Regions from separate parts of the Oryctolagus cuniculus genome. Here region 2 is linked to region 1. The links are chromatin contacts, called in public Hi-C maps. All regions are on one chromosome and are shown on one strand. Each heading gives the region's core, a stretch centred on a gene start, on an enhancer-like site or on the middle of the called end of the contact. The rest is flanking DNA. Distances are from core to core; before and after follow the strand shown. Region 1 overlaps JAZF1 (JAZF zinc finger 1). Region 2 overlaps JAZF1 (JAZF zinc finger 1).

Region 1 (7,006 bases), core at 2,047-4,546:
TGGACCAACAATAATATTCAATGAACGCTAAACTGTTTGTGTAGGAATTACGTTACACGGCCGTACCACGCCACTCGTTACACAGAGTCATTTTCCTCATTTCCTTATCAGCCTGTGCAAAGCTCCAGCTATGTTCTGGCTACAGGAGCTTCTGTGGGCTACCCTGGACCCTGGTTGCTGCATGCATGACACATGCAAAACACATTATTTTTCAACCAACTGATTTATCAACAGACTTTTGGAATCCAGCTCATTTGTAAACTGGAAGTGTGTGATGTAGAAGGTGGCGCTGTGGACTGGTTTAGCATTGTGTGCTTGTGTTGATGAAAAGACTTTCACAAGGCCACTGGCAAGTCAGAAGTGCAGCCCTGGCACAGTTCCCATGTGCCAATGAAGAGCTCTGCCCGTGGCTGTGAGCGTTGGGGCCAGGAAGTGCATTCCCAGGCATGGTAAATGGGCCAAGAGAAATCCATACTTCCATTTCAAGTTGGCTGAAAGTGGGAATACAGAAGCAGAACAGAGACCAAGTAATTGCCTTAAAAAACAACCCCCCCCCCCAAAAGAAAAAACCACACAATCTCCATCCTCCAAACTCCACCTCCCTCCTTTCACATCACACCTTCGTGTGGACTGGCTGGTGGCGGCTGTTGATGATCTGGGGGTAATTCCAGACAAGGCCCTTAGTTTGAAGAACAAATTCAAAGCAAAATGTTAGCATGCAAGCCCCTGAGTGTACTAGATGAAGCGCTGTCTCAGCCTTTTCTGGTCTATCTGTTTTCAGCGCTGGCTTCTGTTTTAGGAGCTATGAATACAACCTAATTTCACAAAGGCTGACTCTCTACTTGCAGCTGGCCGGCTCTGGGCTAATCGCAGGTGAGATACTGTAACACACCGAGATCTCTCGCCTCTAACGTTTACAGTCACAACTGAATACCATTCAGGACATAAATACATATAGCAAGGCTGTTAACTGCTCCCTTCAAACACTTCCGTTTTTGAAATGTCCAAGTTGGTGCTTTTTTAAAGTACACACTCGTTGAATTCTCACTGTTAAGATCTGTCTTCACATGGGGCCCAAAACGTTCCTGGTAAAAGGAGGCCAAAGGTTGAGGTTTAATAAAGATAATACTCCACTTCCGGTTGACACAGACATGCAACATCCCACAGTAACTCTGTGCAGAGAGTGGGAACAGGGACAATCATCAGTTGACTGGTCACCACTAAGCAGACATTTTTTTTTTTTTTTTTGACAGGCAGAGTGGACAGTGAGAGAGAGAGACAGAGAGAAAGGTCTTCCTGGTTCACCCTCCAATGGCCGCCGCGGCCGGCGCGCTGCGGCCGGCGCACTGCGCTGATCCGATGGCAGGAGCCAGGTACTTCTCCTGGTCTCCCATGGGGTGCAGGGCCCAAGCACTTGGGCCATCCTCCACTGCACTCCCTGGCCACAGCAGAGAGCTGGCCTGGAAGAGGGGCAACCGGGACAGAATCCGGCGCCCCGACCGGGACTAGAACCCGGTGTGCCGGCGCCGCTAGGTGGAGGATTAGCCTAGTGAGCCGCGGCGCCGGCCTAAGCAGACATTTTTCCAAAACAAACTGGAAGCACAGAGACATCGAGAACCAGCAGAAATGGAAGGTCCAGGAAGCAAGCAGATCTGCTTCTGCAGCAGGCAATGTGCAGCAAAAAGCATTCCCTGAGTCTCTTTTGGGACTCTCCAGTTTATCACACACACACACATACACACACACACACAGATATTCTGATGTTTTGTGTTTAGGAGAAAAGTACAAACAAGAACACATAGTCTGGCTATAGATTTTCTCCCTTGGATATAGAAGCTTGGATGTCTGAATCACATTTACAACAATAGAGTCATGTTAGTGAGCTATATTTAGCTAAATATTCTTTATGGCCTCGATGCTTATGGATACACTGTATTTTCTGCACACTTGTGGACAAGATGTTGGCTTCACTTTACAACCAACATCTTGTCCACATCAGCGGAGCGTTCTCACACAGACACGCATACCATGTGGACTACCTGCTGAGTTCTGGCAAGCTTGGCAGACTGCAGAACATAATGGGAAGGCAGTTGGAGTGGAAAAAAACCTTCCTGGGAATTTTTTAAGTGGTTTAAAAAAAAAAAAGGCATACTGGCTCCTAACGCCCCACACTGTGAGCTGGCACAGGAAGGATAATCCAGGAAATGAGATGTAAAACCTGTACACAGGTGGCATTTTGCAAACAACCAACATAAAGAATGCGTTTCTCTTTAGGCAGTCAACCACTTGAAAGTTTTACTTTTTAATTAGGTGCATGCGAGTTGAAAGAGCACGCTGAAACTGTCATTAATTCCACATGGAGGTCTAGCCAGTTGGGCGGACCGTTCTCAGAAACCGGAGCACTCATTTGATAGAGGGGCACGTATCCAACCCCAGCGAGGTGGAGGAGCACGCGTGAGCTTCGGCAACCTGGAGGCAGACACCTGGGGCCCAGCACTGCTGACTTGGGTCTTTCAGGAACTCTCTGCAGGCCCTGCCTGGTCACTGGCTTAAGTCCAAGGATCTCGACTGGATATGGTGTAGTAAGGAAAGGTCACCTCAATGTGGCAATTTTGTTTTCTCTTAGAAGAAAACGAAGGGCCTGTGGCGTGGCTGGCAAAGCTGCCGCCTGCAGTGCTGGCATCCCATATAGCTGCTGGTTCGTGTCCCCGCTGCTCCACTTCTGATCCAACTCTCTGTTGTGGCCTGGGCAAGCAGTAGAAAATGGCCCAAGTCCTTGGGCCCCTGAATCCACATGGGAGACCTGGAAGAAGCTCCTGGCTTCAGATTGGTGCAGCTCTGGCCATTGCTGCCATCTGGGGAGTGAACCAGAGGATGGAAGACCTCTCTCTCTCTTTCTCTCTCTCTCTCTGCGTAACTCTGAATTTCAAATAACAAATAAATCTTAAAAAAAAAAGAAGAAGAAAACAAAGGGCATAAATCCTCCTCAGCTTGGGTTACACAGTGATTCTCTAGATACGACACCCAAGGCCCAAGAAACAAACAGATAATTGGACTTCATTAAACGTAAAACCTTTATGTTACAAGCAATCTCATCAAGTGATGGAGACATCACACAGCAAACACATAGAGAACTCTTAAAACTCAACATTAAAAAAAAAAAATCGAACAAAGGGCAAAGGATTTACATGGCCATTTCTCCAAAGACACACAAAAGGCCAGTGAGCCCATGCAAAGTGCCTTCCTTGCACCGTGCTCTGACAGCGGAAGCGGAAGCAGTTACTACTTGGCCAGGTCACACAGCAGCGGGTTGCCCGAGCTCCACTGGGGCACCAATGAAGGAGGCACTCACGCCCAGGGTCCTGCTGGTTTATGGTCCCAGCCCTGGTCCCTCCTTCTGCATCACCTCCCCAGGAGTTCAGAACATCTGCAGTCCAAACATGATTGCTCAAGTTTCAGCCATCATTCCTCATTTGTTTTTCCTAAAAATGTCATTAAAGTTTTTTTTTTTCCTTCCCCTTTACTTTAGGGAAAAGAGAGATGACCCAAAGAATGAGAGGTTAGGCAGAGCTCGGAAGGAAAACCAAGTGAGAAAAATTACATGCTTGCCAAGAAGCTATGTTTTCCGTGGTGGCCAGCAACAACAGCACTGCTTGTTTTGACCGTTCCGTCTAGCATGGTCTCTGGCACCGCGTCCACCAGTCACCAGTTCCAGCAGTATCTGCCCGCCCCCTCTTCCTGTGCGTCCACAGCGACACGCTTCACTTCGGCTGGCGAGTTTCTCTGAGCACAGTGGACACAGTAGAGCTGCAACAGTCAAAATGCTGACTTGCTGCTTCTCAACAACCTTTACGTTTTATTGACACACCCATGCATTCTCCTTGAGGGAAGCTCAGCACGAATTCTCTCTGTGTTACGTAGCTCGCATCTACTGCACAAACTCTGGGACGAGGTAATCCTGAAAGGGCACGTAAGCATTGAGTTTCGCTTTGTCTGCGAGTTTGCTTCTACCCAGATTCTGCCGGCTGATGATGGTGGTGGTGGACACGCACAGGCTGTCCCTTGTCTATCCAGGTTACTGGCCCTGCTGGTCGATGGTGCAAAACGGTTGGTGAGGCCAGCGTTTGTATTTACATGTTCTGATTTATTATCCCCTGCAGAATGAAGGCCAGTTTTCATACCATTTCCTGCTTTAATCACAGCCAAATATTTGGCCTCATGGACATGCTTGGCAACTTCCAGTTTCAGTATCTTGTTACACAGCAAGTCAAACAGGGGCTAGGGCTTTATGGCACTGGCATGCAGTTCTGCATTGTTGGCTTCCCTCATTCCTGAATCTTCAGGAGACGCTCTGCTAAGCATTACGTTGTCTTTGTGGACTTGTCCTGCCAGGTGTCAGCTAGAGTTGCTCAAGCTTTGCCAACTTTACAGTCTGGGTATGCCCCCTCAGAGAGCTGAGAGAGGTTTGGGCATTAGGAAGAAAGCTCTCATACCCACAGGGAGGCAGCTACACGTGGCAGTTAACAAGAAATCCACCCAGTAACTTCCAGAGAAAGTCTGAAACCCACTCCAACTTAATAACTCTGTACATGTTTCTGACGCTGCTCTGCCTATTGCCCTGAACTGAAAAATGGGGACCAACTGATCACCTCCCCCAGCGGGCTGTCATGGAGAGCAAACGAAGGGACGCAAGGTACTCAGGAGAGGTCCCTGCTGCTATTCTCACTGCACTTTCGCCTGTATGCTGTCCCGTGACATTTTCTCATTCTGGTTTGCTCAAGGGCAAACAAAGTACGATTCCTTCCGTTTAAAACATATGCAACAACTAGAAGATAAATATCATACAGACTTGAAGACACCTAAGCATCTGTAGAATAGGTTTTTTGCTTATAGACAAAAAATTAAGCGATCAGTGTTTTTTCCTGTTTTTATGGATGTGTAACAACAGCATATGCCATGAAAAAAGCTTTGTGTCCCATTAGGGAGTCCCATCTATCTCACTGAATAGGAGCATATATTAAAACTTATTTTTGGCCAGCGCTGTGGCTCAATAGGCTAATCCTCTGCCTGTGGTGCCGGCACCCTGGGTTCTAGTCCCGGTCGGGGTGCCGGATTCTGTCCTGGTTGCCCCTCTTCCAGTCCAGCTCTCTGCTGTGGCCCGGGAATGTAGTGGAGGATGGCCCAAGTGCTTGGGCCCTGCACCAGCATTGGAGACCAGGAGAAGCACCTGGCTCCTGGCTTTGGATCAGCGCGATGTGCCGGCCACAGTGCGCCGGCCGCGGCGGCCATTGGAGAGTGAACCAACGGTAAACGAAGACCTTTCTCTCTGTCTCTCTCTCTCACTGTCCACTCTGCCTGTCAAAAAAAAAAAAAAAAAAAAAACTTATTTTCTATCTCTCTTTGCTTTGAAATTTGAAAGTAACCTATCTGTTCCCAACAATCTAAACATGACAGAAATACTTACATAAAAGGAAGGTTCTGACAATCTCATTCCAGTCACCATCATTTACTACAGAAAACTATGGATTGCATTTTTGTGCATTTTCTTTTCCAATTTTTTAAATAGTTTTTCCTCCTTAATTTTAGCAATATATCTTTTGAAAGAAACTTATTTATTTGAAATGCAGAGAAATAGACAGACTCACAAACACACAGGCAGATGGACAGCTCTCACCCACTGCTTCAGTCCCCAAATGCCTGCAATAGGTGAGACTGGACCAGGCTGAAGCCAGGAGGTAGCAGCTCAATCCAGGTGTCTGTCTGTCTGTCTCTGTCACTCCCTTCCCTCCCTCTGCCTCTCTGTAGCTCTGCCTTTCAAACGAATAAGTCAGTCTCAAAAAAAAAAAAAAAATCCTCCGAGAACCCACTTCCCGATCCTGGCCTGGTCATCCATGCACTAGTTCTTTGTTCTGCAGTAATCTCAGCTGCAGCACTCACTGGTGCCACAGTTTTGGGCAGATACTTATTCTTGTCATGACTCAGTTGTCTCATCTGTGAGGCAGGGATAAAGTAGTGGTGAGGATTACATGAGTTAAAATGACACAAAGTGCTTCAAACAGTGTCTGGCAATAGCAAGTATTCAATAAACAGTAGCTACTGTTGAGAACACTTGTGTGGTTCCTGTTAACTATTCCTTAATAAAGATGTGAAAATAAGGATTTTGTGGGGGTGAGCATCATGGTGCAATGGTTCAGCGTCTGCCTATGATGCCAGCGTCCCATTTGAGTACCAGTTCAAGTCTGGGCTGCTCCACTTCCAATTCATCTCCCTGTTAATGTGCCTGGGAAAGCAGCAGGTGGTGGCTCAAGTACTTGGGCCCCTGCCACCCATGTGGGAAACCCAGATAGAGCTCTGATTCCTGGCTTCGGCCTGGCTCAGCCCTGGCCATTTCAGACTTCTGGGGAATGAACCAGCAGATTGAAGCACTCTCGCTCTGCCGTGTGCGCTCTCTCTCTCTCTCTCTCACTGGATTGAAGCATGTGCGCTCTCTCTCTCTTCTCTCCCTCTAACTGACTTTCAAATAAATAAATCTTAAAAAAAATTACCGTGACCAAATAACCTTTGATAAATACAGTAAAATCAATCCCTGAATAAAGGACAGTCTCTTCAATAAAGTGTTGAGAAAATGGGACCTATGCATGCAGAAGTATGAAACTAGAGCCCTATCTTATACTTTATACAAAAATCAACTCACAATGGATCAAGGAACTAAATCTATGACCTGATACCATCAGGTTACTGGAAGAAAACATTGGGGAAACTCTGCAAGACTCTGGCATAGGCAGACTTCTTGTAAAAGACCCTAGAAGCCTAAGAAATAGAAACAAAAATAGACAAACAGGATTGTATCAAACTAAGAAGTTTCTACACAACAAAGAAAACATTCAACAAAAAATATCCAATAGAATGGAAGAAAATATTTGCAAACTATGCAACTGAAAAAGGATTAATATCTAGGATCTATAAAGAGCTCAAGAAACTCAACAACAAAACAAACAATCCAGTT
Region 2 (6,958 bases), core at 1,098-3,597, 72 kb after region 1:
TTTGGTTACATGTGCAGTTCCTTCTACTCTGGGATACCTCCTTGCCCACTCCGGCGCAGTCATCCTCAGCCTACTGCAAAGCTCATCTGCTCTGCAGAGCATTCCAGGGGCCTGCATGGTAGAACCTGCCTTGGTACACGGTCTACCAAAAGGATGAGCTATGCGGCCACGTGTTTATGTTCCCGACAGACTCCGCTTCTCCAGAGCCAGCATCCCGTGTCTCTTCTGTCCCCAGTGCTATGCAGAGGGACTGGGAAGTCTTTATGATCAAAGAACCTATAAATGGCTGGAAGGTAACAGCACTCTTAATTATTAAATGACACCATAACTCTAAGTCATTAGGTAATATTTCCTAACAGTATCAACAGAACTACTTCATCTAAGTTCCTTTCCTGGGGTGATCTGGTGAGTTTTCCCCAAATGTGGTTGCTGGGATCCACCAAGAGATGGCCACTGCTGCTCGCTGGGCGGTGACTGGGTAGTGCTAAGCAGCTAGCTCCCGACGTTCCCCGCATCACCTGCTTATTATGCTAATTAGATCTTACTTGAAAGATGCAATAATTGCTGCAACCCAAGGAAAGAATTAATGGCCAATTTTAGTGGGTAAAATATTCATTAATCAAGTCAACGGAGAAGAGACCTGCGGAGTTTAGAGGAAAGGTCTTTGGAGAGCTGGAAGAAAGGTAATCACCTAGGGATTTCTCCTTTTCATAAACACAGGTTAACTCTGATTACAGTCTCCTTAAAACTCACCTTTCAGATTTAGAACAATGACTCCCCAGGAAGTCTAGGTTTAAACTTCTGGGTTTTAAAATGCATTGTAGAGAAGGAAGACATCATATCACAAAAAAGGCAGTGGTCAGAGGGAGACCACCTTAAATCTTACACATGTTCTCTGTGAAAGGTGTCTTCTTGCAGCACCAGACACCGCAGGTGCTGCAGTACAGAGGGCGGGGAGGAAGCTGCCGTAAGGCAAACACGGTCAGGTGTTGCGGCTGGTGGCAGCACCTCTGTGCCTTGTTAACACACAGCCTTTCAAACCCGCGGTTGACAGCACATTTGAAGTCCTTCTAACACCTGGGTAATCAGAGCCCAGGGAGATGTTGACCAAAAAAAAAAAAAAAAAAAAGACCACATGCAGTGATCCAGAGGTCAGATCAGACTTACAACTACTTTTAAGATATTTCAGGGGCCGGTGCTGTCACGTAGCAAGTAAAGCTTCTGCCTACAGCGCTGGCATCCATCCCATATGGATGCCAGTTCAAGTCTGCTGCGCCACTTCTGATCCAGCTCCCTGATAATGGCCTGGGAAAAGCAGCAGCAGATATTCAAGTGCTTGGGCCCCCTCATCCACGTGGGAGACCCCGAAGCAGCTCTGGGCTCCTGGCTTCAGTCTGGGCCAGCCCTGGCCCCTGCAGCCATCTGGGGAGTGAACCAGCAGATGAAGATCCCTCTCTCTCCCCTTCTAACCTGACTTTCAAATAAGTGAATCTTTAAAAAAAAAAAAAGTTTCAATCCCCAAAGCATTGCCTCCTCATAAAAACATGATAAACCAACCCCACAGCCCTCCCTCAATGCCCTTTTATAAAATTCAGATCCTCAGATTTATGTTGACTACGTAGCTGCAAGACGGGGCTCCTCACTGCATTATAAGGGGCTTAAGGGACAGGAGATGGATCACAGGAGGCAGCCTACAATGACGGACGGTAGGGCTTATTTTTGAAACAAAAAAAAATTACTTTCCATGTTTTTATTTAATTTTAAATGCTAACAACCATATTCTAGCTTCTACATGCCCATAAAGCCATTTCATAGTCCAGAAAAAAAATAATTTTGTTTTAAATAATGTTCGCCATCCACATCTTAACAGTCTGAATGCTGAGGCATTTTTCATCCAGAGTAATGATCTCCAGGAGTAAAAATAATATAATTATAACTGAACTACTTGGTCAGCTAAATCCCAACCAGAAATGCACGGGTACGTATTTCATTTACTGTGTCAAAAAATCTTCATTCTGGACCATCAGCACGGCACTAAATTTTGATCTGTCACTGCAAACAGGTCACTTCTATTCCTGGCTTATGGCATGGTAACAGGGCGCAGCAATTGGCAAAGACAGCTAATATTTCACATTAAATCTCCCCACCTGACCTTCTGAATCAGACATGGACAGACTCACGAATAAGGAATTATTTATTATGGAAACATTCCCTTTTCTTCTTTAAAAAAACAAAACCAAAACCCTCTTAGTTGAAGCACAGGGGGAAGCTAAGGACCGACGTTGTGGGGAAGAAAAGCTGTGGCTGACAGGATGGCCCGCGAGGGGCAGGGGCTGCATCCAGAGCTCCCCCTGTGCTCCCCCTGAGGGGATTCCAGGGAGGAAGGGGGCGCCCAGGGGGCTCCACGGGGCCCAGGACAGAACTAGGAGGGTGTTTCCGAGGGGTCACCAGAGCCCGGCAGCCCCCTCGGAGGGGGCCCCAGGCCTGGGATGCAGGCCGAGGGTGCATCTCGTGCACATGAGAACAAAGCGGCCTGTCCCGAGATGCTCCGTTTCTCTGGAAATCCCCTGTGGACCCACGCAGAGCCCGCATGTTAACCTGCCTTTGGTCTTCCTTGGAGTAGAGCTTTGAGGAAAGCACTTTGGGGACTTCCTCTCTGTCACCTCCGCCCTCCGCCAGCCCCAGCGCCAGCCCCAGCCTGGGGAACGTGGGCCTCCCGAGGGTGCCTGCACCTCCTGCCCCGTGTTCGCTCTCCCAAGGCCAGCGCACCTCACCCTGGGCTGCTTTATAAAGTAGTTACGTCTCAGCACAGTCCAGGGCCATTTTGCATTAACTGGGATGAGAGGGCTGTGAAGTGAGGCACCTGCGCTGCCCCCAGGTGGTCCTAATGTGCAGCCAAGCTGCGAGCGCTGCGCTAGGACAAGCCCGTGGTTCCTCACGCATCCAGCATCAATTGAACAAGCAGCAGACTCTCTTGTGTTTGGGGAAAGAAGGTGTGTGTGGGGAGGGGTGGTGCTTCAGCGTGGCTCAGGCCCTAGCAGGGCGTGGAAGAACTTGGTAAACATGGGCGTGCATCGGAGTCACCTGCAGCGCCGGAGCCCGACGCTCTGGGGAAGGGCCCGAGACAATGCATCTAACGAGTTCCCAGCTGGAGCTGCTGATCCCAGAACTACCGTGGCCTGGTCGGCTCAGACCAGACAGCACGTGCCATACGCTAGACAGCTGGGGTGGCAGTGACTCCGAGGAGGCAGAGAATGCACAGGTCTTTAATCCGACCCGACTGCCAGCCACAGAGAGACCAGGGCTGACGCAACCTGCCCTTTGGTCCGCGACTCTAGTTTGGTTGGCACTCATGAATTTTTGTAGCCTGAGTCACCCATCGCGTGTCCACTGCGAGGCCAGTGAGGGTGTGGCCGCAGGAACGGCAGCCTGCTGTCACCTTGCACTACAGGTTACAGTGCACTTTCTTAGAAACAGGCGCCAGATCCTTTTTTCCCAAAGCAAGCAGTGGCCGCCCTCGGCCAGAAAACAAACCCATGGCTGCTTGCTGCACCGGCTCCAGAGCTCGATCCACAGCTGTGAAAATACCATGGTTAACAACCCAAGCTTCTCGTAGCCGCCCAAAGAGACACTGCGCTAGGAGTGCCTGGGGGAGAACGTTCCCCTTCCGCCAAGTGCCCTTTCCTGCAAGGGGAGGCGGGTTAGGACAAAGCCCAGTGCCTTCGGTTTTCACGACTGGTGCCGGGACACCAGCCACTGAGCAGCAACACAAATGGAGCTGGGACAGAGCTAATAAAAGTGGGCGTCAGAAGTTGGAATACCTTTGGGTGGTGATACAGTTAATGTTGGTGGGCTTTCTGGAGCAAAAGTAAACAGGAAACTGTGGCCTCTGAAAAAGTTCTCTGTTATTAGGAGAGAGTGGCAGGGGCATGGCGACCTACCCACCCCACCATACAAAACCCTAATCAGCCGGCGCCGCAGCTCAGTAGGCTAATCCTCCGCCTTGCGGCGCCGGCACACTGGGTTCTAGTCCCTTTGGGGCGCCAGATTCTGTCCCGGTTGCCCCTCTTCCAGGCCAGCTCTCTGCTGTGGCCAGGGAGTGCAGTGGAGGATGGCCCAAGTACTTGGGCCCTGCACCCCATGGGAGACCAGGATAACTACCTGGCTCCTGCCATCGGATCAGCACGGTGCACTGGCTGCAGCGCGCCGGCCGCGGCGGCCATTGGAGGGTGAACCAACGGCAAAGGAAGACCTTTCTCTCTGTCTCTCTCTCTCACTGTCCACTCTGCCTGTCAAAAAATAAAAAAAAAAACCCTAATCTGTGCTCAGAGCAGCTGTAGGAAGGCGTGGCCCTGGGCTGGCAGGGGGTATTCTGGGAGCTTGGCAGATGCTCAGCGCTCTACCCCTCAGACCTATCAACAGCAGAGGCTGAGTGTGTGAGTGTGAGTGTGTGACTGGGTGTGTGCATGAGTGTGTGTGAATGCATGACTATGTGCATGAGTGTGTGAGTATATGTGAGCATGTGTAACTGTGTGAGGGTGAATGTGACTGTATGTGAGGGTGTGTGCATGAGTCTGATTGTGAATGTGTGACTATGTGTGTAACGGTGTATGAGTGAATGTGTGAGTATAACAGAGCGTATGTGTGTGTGACTGTATGAGGGTGTGTGCATGTGTGTGAATGTGTGTGAGAATGTGTTGTGACTGACAGTATGTGAGTAAATGTGTGAGTATATGTGAGTGTGTATGTGAATGTAACAGTGAGTGTATGTGTGTGTGAATATGTACGCGAGTGTATGTATGTGTGTTAAGTGTGTATATGTGACTGTGTCAGTGTGAATGCGTGAGTGTATGTGTACTTGTGGGTGTGAGTAGTGTGTGTGGGAATTATTGTAACCTATATTTTAACAAGTTGTATTTTTAAAATCCTGATGTAGCTGAAGTTTGAGAGCTCTGGAATCCACAAAGCTTGGCCCAGCTTTTCTGGGAATTTCCAACAGTTGTGGTGGAAGACAGTATCATCCCATTTTTAAAATCAGGGAACTGAACTGAAATAGCCAAGAAAAACTAAAGGAGGCGTAATGGCTACGTCTGATGTGCCATCCAGGAGCACAGAAAGGATTCTGGGTAAAAGATAAGGGAATTCGAATAAAGTGGGGACTTCAGTTAATAAAGTATCAATTTGGTTAGCCAACTATAACAAACATACCACACTAATAATACATTAATAATCTGGAAAGGCAGACACGGAGATCTGAGAACTGTACCAGCTGAGTAATTGTTCTGTTACTATAAGACTGTTCTAAAATAGAAAGTTCAGGCACCAGTGCTCTGAAACACTTGTCAGAGCAAAATGTTAGATACACAGTAGGTATTACAGTGCTTTATGGTTAAAATATTTTGTAAATTTTCAAGCTACACAAATCATACATCCTTGAACTTGTCGTTCCTATGTCAGCTGCCCCAGCATACACGGAAGGGGCACCCCGTTCCGCTCTCCAATGTGTCGCAAACGGGAAAAACGACACAGTCCCCCTCGCTGGACCCTGTCAGCGTGAGGAGTATGAACCTGCTGGTTCTGGACCAGCCGTGCTCCCGGTCCACACATGACCTCGCCTGCCGTGCAACAGGAAACCTGTCCCCCAGTATCGGGATCACAAGCAGGTTCACTGCGTTTTTCTTAAGCCAGAGAATTCCAGAGAATTCTGCGGCAGGGGGTGAACTTTGCTGCAGCCTAATCTAAAGTTCTCGTGGAGCCGCCGCAGTCTGTCCTTCCCTGGTACAGAGAGAAAAGGGCCAGGCCTTGCGGGCCGAGCTGAGGCGCTGGCAGGAGGCGCTGCAGGTTACATAACCGCTGTTGCTCTAACCTCTCCTCTCAGGTCTTCTTTCTCAAAGGTCCAGTCATCCTCGCGGCTCCCCCGCTTGGCCTCGCCAAGTTCTTCACACTGGACTTTTAATGTTCTATTCCAGAGGCCTCTCCTCTTTTCCCTACCACATCTTTCCAGAAGCTTCCAACCTGCTCTCCTCTAAGCCAAGGGCCCAGGAAACTGGAGACGGTGCGGACAACCGCGCTCCACCTCCCGTCTTGCTTCCACCTGTGCCCCCCACCCCGGCTAGACCACCTAAAGAGAGGATTAAGCAAGATCTTAGCCACAGCTGGGCTACAAAGGCATCAGGGTGGCAACCTCTGCTGGCCTGGATTACGCCTCCTTCTCATATTCCATCTTGCGATCACAGGATGTCGGGACACGAGTGACCTTGGCACTACTCCTTCCATTTAGTAGATTTATTGAGGGCTGGTCTGATGCACAGCGGCACGGGCTGGAACGTGACCTGCCCTGCAGTCCTGCGCTCCAGCCACTGCAGGCCGACGCCACCGGCTCCGGGTGTTTCACGCGGAGCTGGGGCTACATTTCCAGCTCCGTTCCCCCTCCTCGCCTCCTTTTAGCCTTTTTCAAAATTTCTTATTCACAACATGGCACCTCTCACATAGCCGGCAGGGATTGGTTTGTTTTATGATACGGATGTTCAAGCACGAGTAGCCCTAACCAGGCTTTGGGTTGGTCCCAGGCTGTGGGGACAGACCCACGCCCGAAGTCCAGGCTCTGTGCCTCGACACTAGCCACCAGCTAAGGGGCTGTGGGAAAGAGAACTCACTTTTCATGAGAAATGGGTGGAATACACACCTCCTTCTCTCTGAGGAGTAAGAGAACAGCTGAGTGTCCCCACAAACGCCCCCGCGGACTCGGGCTTCTCCCGGCGCCATCTTCCCTCTGTGGCTTGCTTTGCCTTACCTAATGGAGGTTCCAGAGTTTTCTTCCCCATAGGTTAAGCTTTTAGAAAGAGAAAGAAGAGAAAGAAGGAAGAGAAAGAAGGAAGAGAAAGAAAGAAGAGAAAGAAGAGAAAGAAGGAAGAGAAGGAAGAGAGAAGGAAAGAAGAGAAAGAAGGAAGAGAAAGAA

The links. Hi-C and Micro-C count contacts between places; a contact is called where the count stands out from the background.
Region 2: a Hi-C map of liver shows a contact between it and region 1, with 6 times the contacts expected there. The contact joins two enhancer-like sites. A contact is called at or near these places in 6 of 6 Hi-C or Micro-C datasets (ear pinna, embryonic fibroblasts, liver and 3 more).

The regions. Positions count from the first base shown.
Region 1 is chr16:19,494,830-19,501,835 of mOryCun1.1, forward strand. The region is part of intron 4 of JAZF1 (JAZF zinc finger 1); the gene reads right to left. Among named protein-coding and RNA genes, the nearest start is that of TAX1BP1, 180 kb to the left of the region's middle. Within about 2 kb of position 3,297, at least 1 of the 8 cell types and tissues checked has an H3K27ac peak or open chromatin away from gene starts, as enhancers often do.
Region 2 is chr16:19,567,689-19,574,646 of mOryCun1.1, forward strand. All of the region lies in intron 3 of JAZF1 (JAZF zinc finger 1), which reads right to left. Among named protein-coding and RNA genes, the nearest start is that of JAZF1, 170 kb to the right of the region's middle. Within about 2 kb of position 2,348, at least 1 of the 8 cell types and tissues checked has an H3K27ac peak or open chromatin away from gene starts, as enhancers often do.